Linked DNA regions of Mus musculus: region 1 is linked to region 2. Evidence: chromatin contacts called from public promoter capture Hi-C data. All regions are on one chromosome and are shown on one strand. Each heading gives the region's core, a stretch centred on a gene start, on an enhancer-like site or on the middle of the called end of the contact. The rest is flanking DNA. Distances are from core to core; before and after follow the strand shown. Region 1 holds the start of Cd86 (CD86 antigen). Region 2 overlaps Cd86 (CD86 antigen).

Evidence for each region. Promoter capture Hi-C pulls out the DNA fragments that hold promoters and counts their contacts.
Region 1: a contact with region 2 is called in a promoter capture Hi-C map of macrophages, with 9 read pairs. The contact joins the promoter of Cd86 here to the enhancer-like site in region 2. A contact is called at or near these places in 1 of 39 promoter capture datasets (macrophages), 1 of 15 datasets of contacts at CTCF or cohesin (CD8 T cells), 8 of 484 Hi-C or Micro-C datasets (B cells, Th2 cells, bone marrow-derived macrophages and 4 more), 4 of 115 datasets of contacts at active chromatin or transcription factors (embryonic stem cells and microglia) and 4 of 9 other capture datasets (adipose tissue, liver, macrophages and 1 more).

The regions. Positions count from the first base shown.
Region 1 is chr16:36,664,812-36,670,169 of GRCm38.p6, reverse strand. It overlaps Cd86 (CD86 antigen), which reads left to right and starts at 4,093. Exons shown (of 8, transcript NM_019388.3): 1 at 4,093-4,222. The coding sequence starts at 4,209.
Region 2 is chr16:36,628,634-36,634,020 of GRCm38.p6, reverse strand. Cd86 (CD86 antigen) reads left to right here. Exons shown (of 8, transcript NM_019388.3): 2 at 5,002-5,051. Among named protein-coding and RNA genes, the nearest start is that of Cd86, 35 kb to the left of the region's middle. Within about 2 kb of position 2,205, at least 30 of the 459 cell types and tissues checked have an H3K27ac peak or open chromatin away from gene starts, as enhancers often do. A contact at or near this core is called in bone marrow-derived macrophages, macrophages, microglia and 1 more, where this site is marked.

The sequences.
Region 1 (5,358 bases), core at 2,844-5,343, 34 kb before region 2:
ATAAATATCTGATATGTGGGATATGTGATATGCAAGCCCTGTAAAAGGATCCTTGGACACCCCCCCCCCCAACACACACACACACACACAATGGGGTCATGAGTGAGAACTGCTGGTCTAGCTACTACCCAAAGAGGAACAGCCAGAAATAGAATTTTTTTTTTTTTACTAACTTATGTACACACCTTAGGCTTATGCATTCCACATATGCTGTCATCCTTAAATCTTTCTCAGGTACTGTCCCTGATTTATTCTTTGAACAATTTAAACAGAGCCAAGATGCTGCAAGCCCGGCCACTTGGGCAGATGGTAGGTTACACAGCCTAAATCTCTTTAAGTATTTCTCCTTTTCAAGTAGTTGCCCAGGGTTGTCTTGCCCACTCAGCAGCATTCTCCTTTCCTCAGAGAAGAGAACTGGGGCCTTATGACAGGCCAGGAGTTAATGAGAACTGCCACCCTGCCTGCCCCATGGAGTTGCCTGCAGGAGGCTTGTTCTCAGGGTTGTCTCCTTTTGTCATAGGAATGACCCATAATGGCTCTTTAGCAGACTACTTACTTCTGGGGTTTTTTGAAGGCAGTGACCCTTAAGCTAAATTCTGCTTTGTGTGACTTAACATCCCCTAACCAAATCTACCACTAACATCCTTTCTAACATCCATTCTAACTTCCAGTCTCTTCTATACTTCTAGAACCATACAAAGTGGATCAAAAATTGAAAGCTTTAAGGTAAAGAAACTGGAGCAGAACAGAAACAAAACTGAAACTGCTAAGTCTTAAAGCTGTGGGTGGGGGAATAGCTATTGTAAATTTAATCCAGAAGGCTATGAAAATGTTAGAAGTGAACTATCTATACTATTTTAATGAAGCTTAAAACATATCACTGTTAGCTTGAATAAAGCAGCAATAGCTTGTTTTCTTAAAATTAATAATGGGAAAACTGTCATCTCAACTTTGATAATTTCATCTAGATTTGACCTATTTTTAAAAAGATATGAAGATGGTGAAATACATTTCAAATAGATTAAGGAACCATATTATTATTTATTTATCTATAATTGTATATATGTTAAGTCTATGTATATACACATACACACACACACACACACACACACACACACACGCATAATTGAAGTTATTCTACCTACATTGACAGTAATCCCCACAAGAACCATAAACTACCTAGCAAAATTCCCAATGTCAGGCACGAGAAACCCATTACTAGTTGCTCAAAGCAGTCTAAGAAACCCCCCAAACAATACAGGTTGTTGCTCTTGCTCTGGGTTTCCTCTCAGAGGTTACAGATAAAGTCCCTATTGCTGAAAACAAGCTCTTCAGGCACAAGAGTTGGAAGAACCTAACTGGGTCTGACCTGAGAGCCTGCTTTCTGAGGACTAGTGTTCATGGTAACAGGGATGCTGTGCATGCTTCCAAGGAGGAAAGCAGTTAATACCCTTACTGAGCTGTAATGCCTAAGAGTCACAACAATGACCACATAGCCAACTGACCAACTGACCTAGTTAAGGATCTACTTCCTAGAGTTCTCAGTAGAGGAATCTCTAATGGCTGAGAAACACTTAAAGAAATGTTCAATATCCTTAACCATCAGGTAACTGCTACTCAGAACAACTTAGAGATTCCAACTTTACACCTGTCCAGATGGCTAAGATCAATAACACAAGTAACAACTTATGCTGGCAAGGATGTGGAGCAAGGGGACCTCCTCTCCGTTGCTAGTGGGAGTGCAAACTTGTACAGCCACTATGGAAATCAATATGGTGGTTTCTCAGAAAATTGGGAATCAATCTACTTCAAGACCCAGCTCTACCATCCTTGGGCGTATACCTCATATACCTCGAAGATGCTCCAACTATGTTCATAGTGGCTTTATTCCTAATATCCACAAACTGCAAATAGCCTAGATGTCCCTCAACTGAAGAATGGACAAAGAAAAGTGGTACATTTACAAAATGGAGTATTACTCAGCTGTTAGCAAAAAATGATATTATAAAATTTGCAGATAAATGAATGGAACTAGAAAAAAAATTCCTGAGCGAGGCAAGACCCAGAAAGACAAACACGGTATATAGTTACTTGTAAGTGTATATTAGCTGTTAAGTAAAGGATATTCACACTATGAGCCATAGACCCAGAGAGGCTAAGTGACAAGGAGGGCTCTGGGGCATACACGGGTTTCCCTAGGAAGAGGAAATAGAATAGATGTTGCTGGTGGACTGGCTGTAGGTAGGCATGGGAACAGGAGGGATTGGGTGGAGGAGGGAGAGTACAGTGAGAGATGACATGGGAACAGAGGGGCATTTAGGTGGCCATATGGAAACCTAGTGCAGCGAAGAATTCCCAGAACTTATGAGGGTGACCTGAGCAAGGATTCTCAGGAATGGAGGATACGGAACCTGAACCAGCCATCTTCTGTAACCAGGCAAAATTTCCAATGGTGAGACTGGGACACCAACAGAGTCACAGAGCTGTCTATAAACAAACTGCCCTGCCTGCAAGATGTGCTGGGGGCAGGGGGGGGGGCAGTGAAGGCTCAGAGCCTGTGAAAGTGGCCAACCAATGACTGGTCTAACTTGAGGCCCAAGCTAGGAGAGGGATCCCATGCCTGGATGGCTGGAAGCTGGAAGCTGGAAGCCGGAAGCTAGATAGCGGCAGAGCCCTAGGATAGAGCCAAACATGACTGACAACAACAAAACAAGTCAACGAAATGATTCCTAATGATTATCGGCTATACTCATAGATTGGTGCCAAGTCCAATCACTGTGAGACATTTCCTCCAGCAGCTGATGGGAGTAGATGCAGAGGCCCACCCCCAAACGTTAGGCAAGAGCTTGGGGAACCCCTTAGAAGAGGGCGATTTTAGAAGCTAGAGGAGTCAAGGATACCAGGAGGACATAGCCCACAGCATCTACTAAACAGGGCTCATGGGGGCTCACAGAGACGTGAAGCAGCAATTCTGGAGCCTGTCTGGGTCTGTGCTAGGTGCTCTACATAAATGCTGTGCTTGTTTAGCTGGGGGTTTTTGTGGGACTCCATAGAGTGGAAGTGCACTTGTCTCTGACTCTTGTCTACTCACGGTACTTTTCCCCTTCTACTGGGTTGTCTTGTCTAGCCTCGAGATGAGGATTTGTGCCTGGTCTTATTGTGTTTTGGTATGCTATGTTCGGTTTAAATCTTGAGATTAAAAAAAACCAAAAAACAAGAAACCAATGCAGTGCCTTGAGTTCGGGCAGGATGTTCAAAAGAAACTAAGACGCCCAAGACAAGCAATGTTGTGAAATCAATAGGTGTACAGGAAAAGGGGGGAAAAAGGCAGAAACCACATATGATGGTTTCCTCGTCTGAATGAAAAGAGATGGCGTTTCGATACTGCCGGTGTTCTGGTGTTCTCCCTTATGTCTGCTGGAGGACACTGCAGGGATGTTATAGACTTCTCCTCAGCAGGGTGGAGCAGCTCTGATGGAGGGGCTCCAGCACTGCCTTGTAGAAGCCTCTTTATTGCTGTACGAGTCACTTTTAGCAAGTCAATTTCCGCATACCTAAACCCCTTATCTGATATAGTTGTCTGAAGGCAACAGTCACCTAAGCACTTCTCAGCCCTATAAGGCTTCCCATTTCGCCAGGTTATGTCTAAGGACTATGGTAGCTCTATCAAGTGGACAAAGTTGGTCAGTTGATTTCACAACATTGCTTGTCTTGGGCTTCTTGGTTTCTTTTGAACATCTTGTTGGAACTCAAGGCACTGAATGTTTTGATTTGTTTTGTTTTTACAGTTGAATTTTTAAAAATTGGTTATTTTCTTTATTTACATTTCAAATGTTATCCCCTGTCCCACCCCCCCTCCCCAAAGAAACTCCCTATCCCATCCCCCTCCCCCTGCTTCTATGCGGGTGTTCCTCCACCTACCCACCCACTCCTGCCTGCCCCCTGAATTGTTTAAAAAACAAACAAAACCCTCAAGACTGAAACCGAACTCGAATAATCTACAAAGCAAAGAAAGGGTTAAAGATATCTTCCTCAAGTCTAAGAAAAGAGGAACAACCCTTAAGAAAAAGTCAACCACCAGGGTACACAGTCATTGCTGAGGAAGAAAGAGGAGCAAGCAGACGCGTAAGAGTGGCTCCTGTAGGCAGCACGGACTTGAACAACCAGACTCCTGTAGACGTGTTCCAGAACTTACGGAAGCACCCACGATGGACCCCAGATGGTAAGTGGTCGCTTCTACTATTTGCAGTATGACTTGTGAATTATGACCTCAGCGGGAGGCTGAGACTGGAGACCACACTCTCATTTCTGTCCTTCGAGCCAGCCGCCCTAGACAGCTCTCGTGTGCAATGTGTCTATTTAATGACCCAAAGTGAGAGCGCAGAAGGGAAGGTGCTATTTATGTGAAAATGGTAACTGGCTCCCACATCAGGAAGCTCTCTCTCTCTCTCTCTCTCTCTCTCTCTCCCTCTCTCCCTCTCTCCCTCTCTCCCTCTCTCCCTCTCTCCCTCTCTCCCTCCCTCCCTTCCTTTCTTCCTTTCCCTTTTTTTTCCTACAATGACTTTTTTTTTCCTTCATGGGGGTAAGACTTATCTGAGGTACCAAAAGAAAGCAGCTGATAGTTTCCCCCCCCAAAGGTGATTGATTTGTGTTTCAGATATTAAATATCTACAGTCGTTGATTTTTAAGTCTGGATTGGGTTTTTAAATATCTGTATAAGTATGAGAAAAGAGAGGTGGCACTTTTTTTTTAAAGTTTGATATAAAAGTGAAGAAGTCAAATAGAGAAGGCAAAAGAAGAAAGGTCAAAGAAAATGCAGAGAAAAGGCACAGACAGCTCTTTCAATGCACAAGTTCCACATCCATGGACTCAGCGGGCCACCTGTGAGCAACTTCCCATTTAAGATAGAAATGCAGCTCGCCTATAGCTGTGCCTATACTGAACAGGCACAGGGCTCTTGTTGTTATTCATTTACATTGTATATGTAATTATGTATGCATTGTATGTAATCTAGGGATAATTTAAAGTACATGCAAATTATGACCTCACTTTATACTGGGAACGTGAGTACCCAAGATTTTGGAATTTGTTCAGATTCTGAGGGGTGACTGTATTCAAGAAAACAACAGCAACAATAACAACAAACTAAGACACAAATAGGCAATGGGAGTAACTCAGTTACCCAGTGTCTGTGGGATGCCTGGCATGTTGTGCACTTCGCTAATATTATTTCATTAATGTCACACTTCACAGTGGTATCCGGACAGGCAGTATCATTGTATTAATTAATAGCTGAGCAAGGCTCCCAGGCTCCTGAGGATGGAAGTGAAATCCTTTTTGTCCTCTTTGCTGTGGCAG
Region 2 (5,387 bases), core at 956-3,455:
CCACCCCTCAGACCCGATTCTGCTTCTAGTGACAGAAATCTGTCAGAGAATCCCCCCATAAATTCTTAGGTTCTTTCCTCTCCCATTGCGTCTGCTGAACACCCGCTCTGATAGTAAGAATTTCCATTTCTTGGGCCATCTGGTAAAAGCCTTGCTGGTGTTTGGAGTTTGGGGGACGGTTCATTCCTGGGGAAGTGACAGCTCTGTTCTGAGCCAACAAGAGTGGAGAAGCTAGCTTCCTCACACACACACACACACACACACACACACACACACACACACACAATTTCTAAAGGAAGGTTGTGTCCGTGTTTTAGGAACGGGCAATGGAGTGTCTGCCAGGCTGGTATGCAGTCTCCTTGTGAGCATTCGTGATGCTCCTCTAGGGAACTGGGACTGTCTGGCAAGGCCAAAGTGTGAGGTGTAGAACTTTGCCATCCTCAAGCTCCTAAATGGCTTTTGCTGAAGCCTGGCTTACTGTGGGTAGTTTCAGGGATCATGCATTTGAGACAAACCTGAGCTATAGAGCAAGACCCTCTCTCAAATCCTTACCCTGCAAACACACACACACACACACACACACACACACACACACACACACACGCACACACAAACAAAAAACAAACAAACAAAACAAAGCAAAATACTCACAAAGCTGGTATCAGTCAACTCAGAAGTAGTGAAGGAGGCTGATGTTTCTAATCAGGGAAAGACAAGTTTCCAAACAGAGAAGTTTGCAACAGTATGGACTTCCTGGGCAGGGCCAGAGTTTGCCCCACCCAGTGAGTTTCAGGGACTATTTGTTCGAGATTTTGGAAGGCTATTATGCAGGGGCTCTCAACCTTCCTAATGCTGAGACCCCTTAATACAAGCTGTGGTGACCCCCAACCATACAATTGTTTTCATTGCTGTTTCATAACTGTAATGTTGGCACTGCAATGAATCGTAAGTAAACATCTGATATTTCTGATGCTCTTCAGCAGCCCTGTGAAAGGGTCATTAGTCCCACAAAGGGGTCACAACCCACAGATTGAGAACGCTGCCGTAATGGTTCCATGTGATTACCTGAGTTAAACTAATCAATTAAGTTTATAGCATAGGGTCATTTGATTTGGAGACCTCGTGTGTTTGACATGTCAGGTGGGGAAAAGTTCTCTGATTAGATCCAGTGTGTTGACTTTTCAGGTATTATACAGACTCCTATATTTAGGGAGGAATTCAGACCTAACAAGGCCCCAGCCTTCAGATCCATGATAAATAGGATACTGTGAGTGACTTACTGTGACAAAATAGGCAAGGGTCCCCAGGCTCTGCCCACGTGCCATGTCTGCTATAGCTCAACTGACAATGCTAAACCCTAACATCCATTACAGTTACTGGGAGAGAGGGAGAAAGCTACTGGGAGCTAGACATTTGGTTCTCACACCAAACATCTAATATTTTGGCAGCTGAACTTACTTGTAACATTATCACAAACTGCTAAATTTCTATATGGGAAAAAAAAAAAGAGCTTCTACAGTTTAACAAGAGAAAGTCAGACTCAAGACAGGATGCGGGGAGGTGGGGCGGAGAGGGCTGTGTGACGAATACGTGGCGTAAGAATACAAACGTATTAATCATGTGGCAGGATACTCAGATTCATAAGAGAAATTTGTTTTGAAATAACAGTGGAAACCACCTACCAGATGTGGCTTAGACTTTGAAAAGCAAATCAGAAAAAAAAAAAATGTCGCCCAGGATATGGAGAAATCCGTTATTGGTTGCCTTTGATGGGAATGTGAAGTTCTGGTGGACAGTGGTTCCTCAGAGGGTTTAAAATAGAATCTCCATATGACCTACTCTTCCACTTCTTGGTTTGTATCTAAAAGAAGTGAAAGCAGAAAACTGGGGAGAAATTCGTACACCTCATGTTCACAGCAGCAGTCTTCACGGCACTAAAAAGATGTACATAATTCAAGCAGCCCTCTGCAGATGGGCACAGACGCTGAACCCGGTGTGAGCATCTTCAGAAGAGCAGGGATCCCAGCAGGTCCTACAATGAGGATGGGCCCCTAAGGCAGCGCTAAGTGAAGCAAACCCACCACAGAAAGCTAAATACTGTAAGATTCCACTTCCATCTAAAGAACTCAGGTCCATGGAGACAGAAGGTGGTTTCTGAGACCGGGGTGGGGAGTGGGGGGCAGGAAGGAAAAATGAGGAACGATCGCTGTTGACTGAGTCCAGAGTTTCCATCTTGCAATGTGAGAAGACTTGGGGATACTGTGATGTTGATGGTTGCACAATGCAAATCTTTCATGTGCTGCTGCATGTTTGGAAATGATCAGTCTAGTAAACATTGTATGTATTTTACCATATTTAAAAAAACTACGATGAGAGGGTTGAGGAATTCAGTCAGTGGGGCACTTGCCTGGCTAGCGCAAGGCCCTGGGCTCAATTCCAAGCACTGTCAAAAATGTATAATGAAGCGTCATTTTAATCTTTAAATGGTACAGATCAAAAATTCACAAATTTGAAAACATTCCCCCCCCAAAACATGTGAAAGTAAGTAGTCTCCTGTCGGTGGAAGTTTTAACGTATAATTGTGGAGGAAAATCTTTCTGTATCTGTGAAAACTAAAATTCCATTACTCGTCAGCTCTTGGTCAAGAGATTCTCCTTCTGAGAAGTGGCCAGCTCCTGCAGGTATGAGGCAGAATATAATTTGGGTTTTTCTTTACAACAGAAAATTAGGAGCAACTAATCAGGCTATTTGCATCAAGTAGATTACAGCAGAATAGTATGCAACTGCTAATATGATAGTGCTAATTATTATGGATATAAAATAATCCCTAAGCTGGTAGCATCTATGTAAAAGTATGTATTGAATGCTTCTATTTGTGTTTTAAAATCAAACGCTAATACATGTGGATCTGAGTTATTACTTTGTTGTATTTTGTCTAAAATAAGTGAAGGCAAGAAACTGAAATAGGTAACTGGTCATTCCAGGCACACTTTGGAAGAAAGTTAGATGGCCAGGGACCAGAGTCCATAGGGATCCTGGCTTTCAACTATTTGTCACTCTGATAGCTAATAATGGCTGCCAACTTGAATCACCAATCTAGAATTCTGGGATGTTGTAAGTGACTGGGTTATTTCAAGCCATCTTCAATGCAGCCTGCATCATTGCGTGGGTTGGGGTCTCAGGCTGAATAAAAATGGGAAGGCAAGATGAGTACCAGCATCTTCCTCTGCTTTCTGAACTGAGGGTACAATGAGGCTGGGTGCCTCCCACCCCTGCCCCCACCCCATGATGTCCCTGAAATTATGGGCTGCACCCAAACCTGTAAGCCAAAACAAGCCTTCCCTCCCTTCCTTATGTTGTTTTATCAGATATTTTGTTGCAACAACAGAAGAATTAACTGATACCTCACCATTACTTTAAACAATCAAACAATCAAACAAACAAACAAACAAAAAACCAAGGTCTTACTATGTACCCTTGTTGGCTTAAAGCTCACTAGCCTGGCCTAGGATTCACTGAGATAGATGAACATTTACCTCTGCCTCCCAAGTGCTGGGATTAAAATGCATCTGCTACCATGTCCAAGACTCAGCTTTACTTTAGCATTTTCATGTTATGTTCAGATATAATCTCTAAAAATTCTTAATTAAAAAAAATTACCGTCTCGAAGGATTAAAGCACACACACAAATACACACACACACACACACACACACACACACACACACACTGTTTTAGCCCACTGCCCTGTGCCAAGCACTATAAGAAAAGAAGGAAGTATACAGACACGACCTGAAGGATGGAGAATGGCTGTAGACAGTCCACCCTCCAAGGGAGAAATTTCTGCTATTGAATGAATAATACTTGTGTGTCTTCCCAAAGCACCACTTTCCTTTTATATACAAAGCTGAGTAGTAATCCACCTGCTAGGTTTCCCCTTTTATATTAGCCATTAAAACGCTGCAAGCCAAATTTGAGTGTCACCTAATACTAGGTGGTTCATTCCTAGGGTAAGCAGTTAGCGTCGGCCTTGTATTGGGATCTGCTCCAAACTTTGGTAATCGATTTGTTTCCCCACCAGTCTAATGTTGGTCTTTATCCTGTGCTTCTAGTAAGCTCTAACATCTTTTTGGTCTATATCGAGCGGTTGAGTCGAGAAGCAGAGAGAAAGCGAGAGGAAGAAGAAACTAGACATTATAAAGTCTTGCCTGACGTTTTTTCTTTAGCATGCCTTACAGATGAAGTGAGTATGTCAGGTAGTTAGACATAGGCTTCATTTCAACTTATGGCCAGATGCTCTGTGCACGAGGCCCAGGAAAGTGTTTGGCACGCTCTCCCGGTGACTTTCCATGCACGCGAAACTTTGAAAACCACGGGAAAATCAAAGGAAGTTCGATTTTACTCAAGGGTCTCGGTATTCTCTCATATTCCCTGCATTGGTTGAGACAAAAGTAATGCCTTGCTCTACCATAGAATGTCCCACAGCTTTGTCATCTAACATCAAGTACTTCTGGCTAATGTCACAGTCTCGATCAGCATGGGAAGGGTGTGGAGGGGTGGAGAACGCTGTTTTATACTACTTCAGTCTGGAAACTTAAGTCTCTGCCTTTATGAGACGTGGGCATCGTATTAGCCCTTGCACTTTTTCTTGAGATTTCCTGAGTCTGGGAAGGAAAAGGAGAGAGGAGTGGGGAGGGAGAAGAGGGAAGGGAGGAGGAAGGAGGTAGGGGGAGAGAGGAAGGAAGAGGGAGGAGGAAGGAGACCGCTGTTACCATGTTTAGAAGCAGCAGACATATTTTCTGCCCCCAGTATCATGGCCTGCCTCACTGCAAAGGAGGCTGGGAAATATGGCCTGTGTATGGAGCTAGGTGGGGAGAAATGACTTCAGTGAATGTGGGAACCTACACGAATTTTAAATACTCTTTCTAGTTCATGTTTCAGTGAACAATTGTTTTCAGTCTCACTTTCTAACTAAGTTTTATCTTGTCTTTTTAAACTCCAGCACCATGGGCTTGGCAATCCTTATCTTTGTGACAGTCTTGCTGATCTCAGGTAAGAACCCTTTTCTGTGTAAAGTCCTGGAGTCCTTCTGCTGTCATTCAGTGAGTCAGAGCACTGAAAGCCCAGGCCTGAGAGTTGTTGGTATGGTTTGCTCACGTTTGACTTGAGTTGCCGAAGACTCCATAGCAAATAGCTTTCCTAGAGAGTACGGAAGGATCAGGACCATGGCCAGCTGTCTGGGCATCTTCCTCCTCTACAACCAAACCCCCAGGACCTCAACACACAGCACAAGGTGGAGTGTCCTGTCCAGGACTCTTAGAGGGGTAAAGAGAGCCATGACAGTAAAGCCTCTAACTTGACTCCACACACACACACACACACACACAC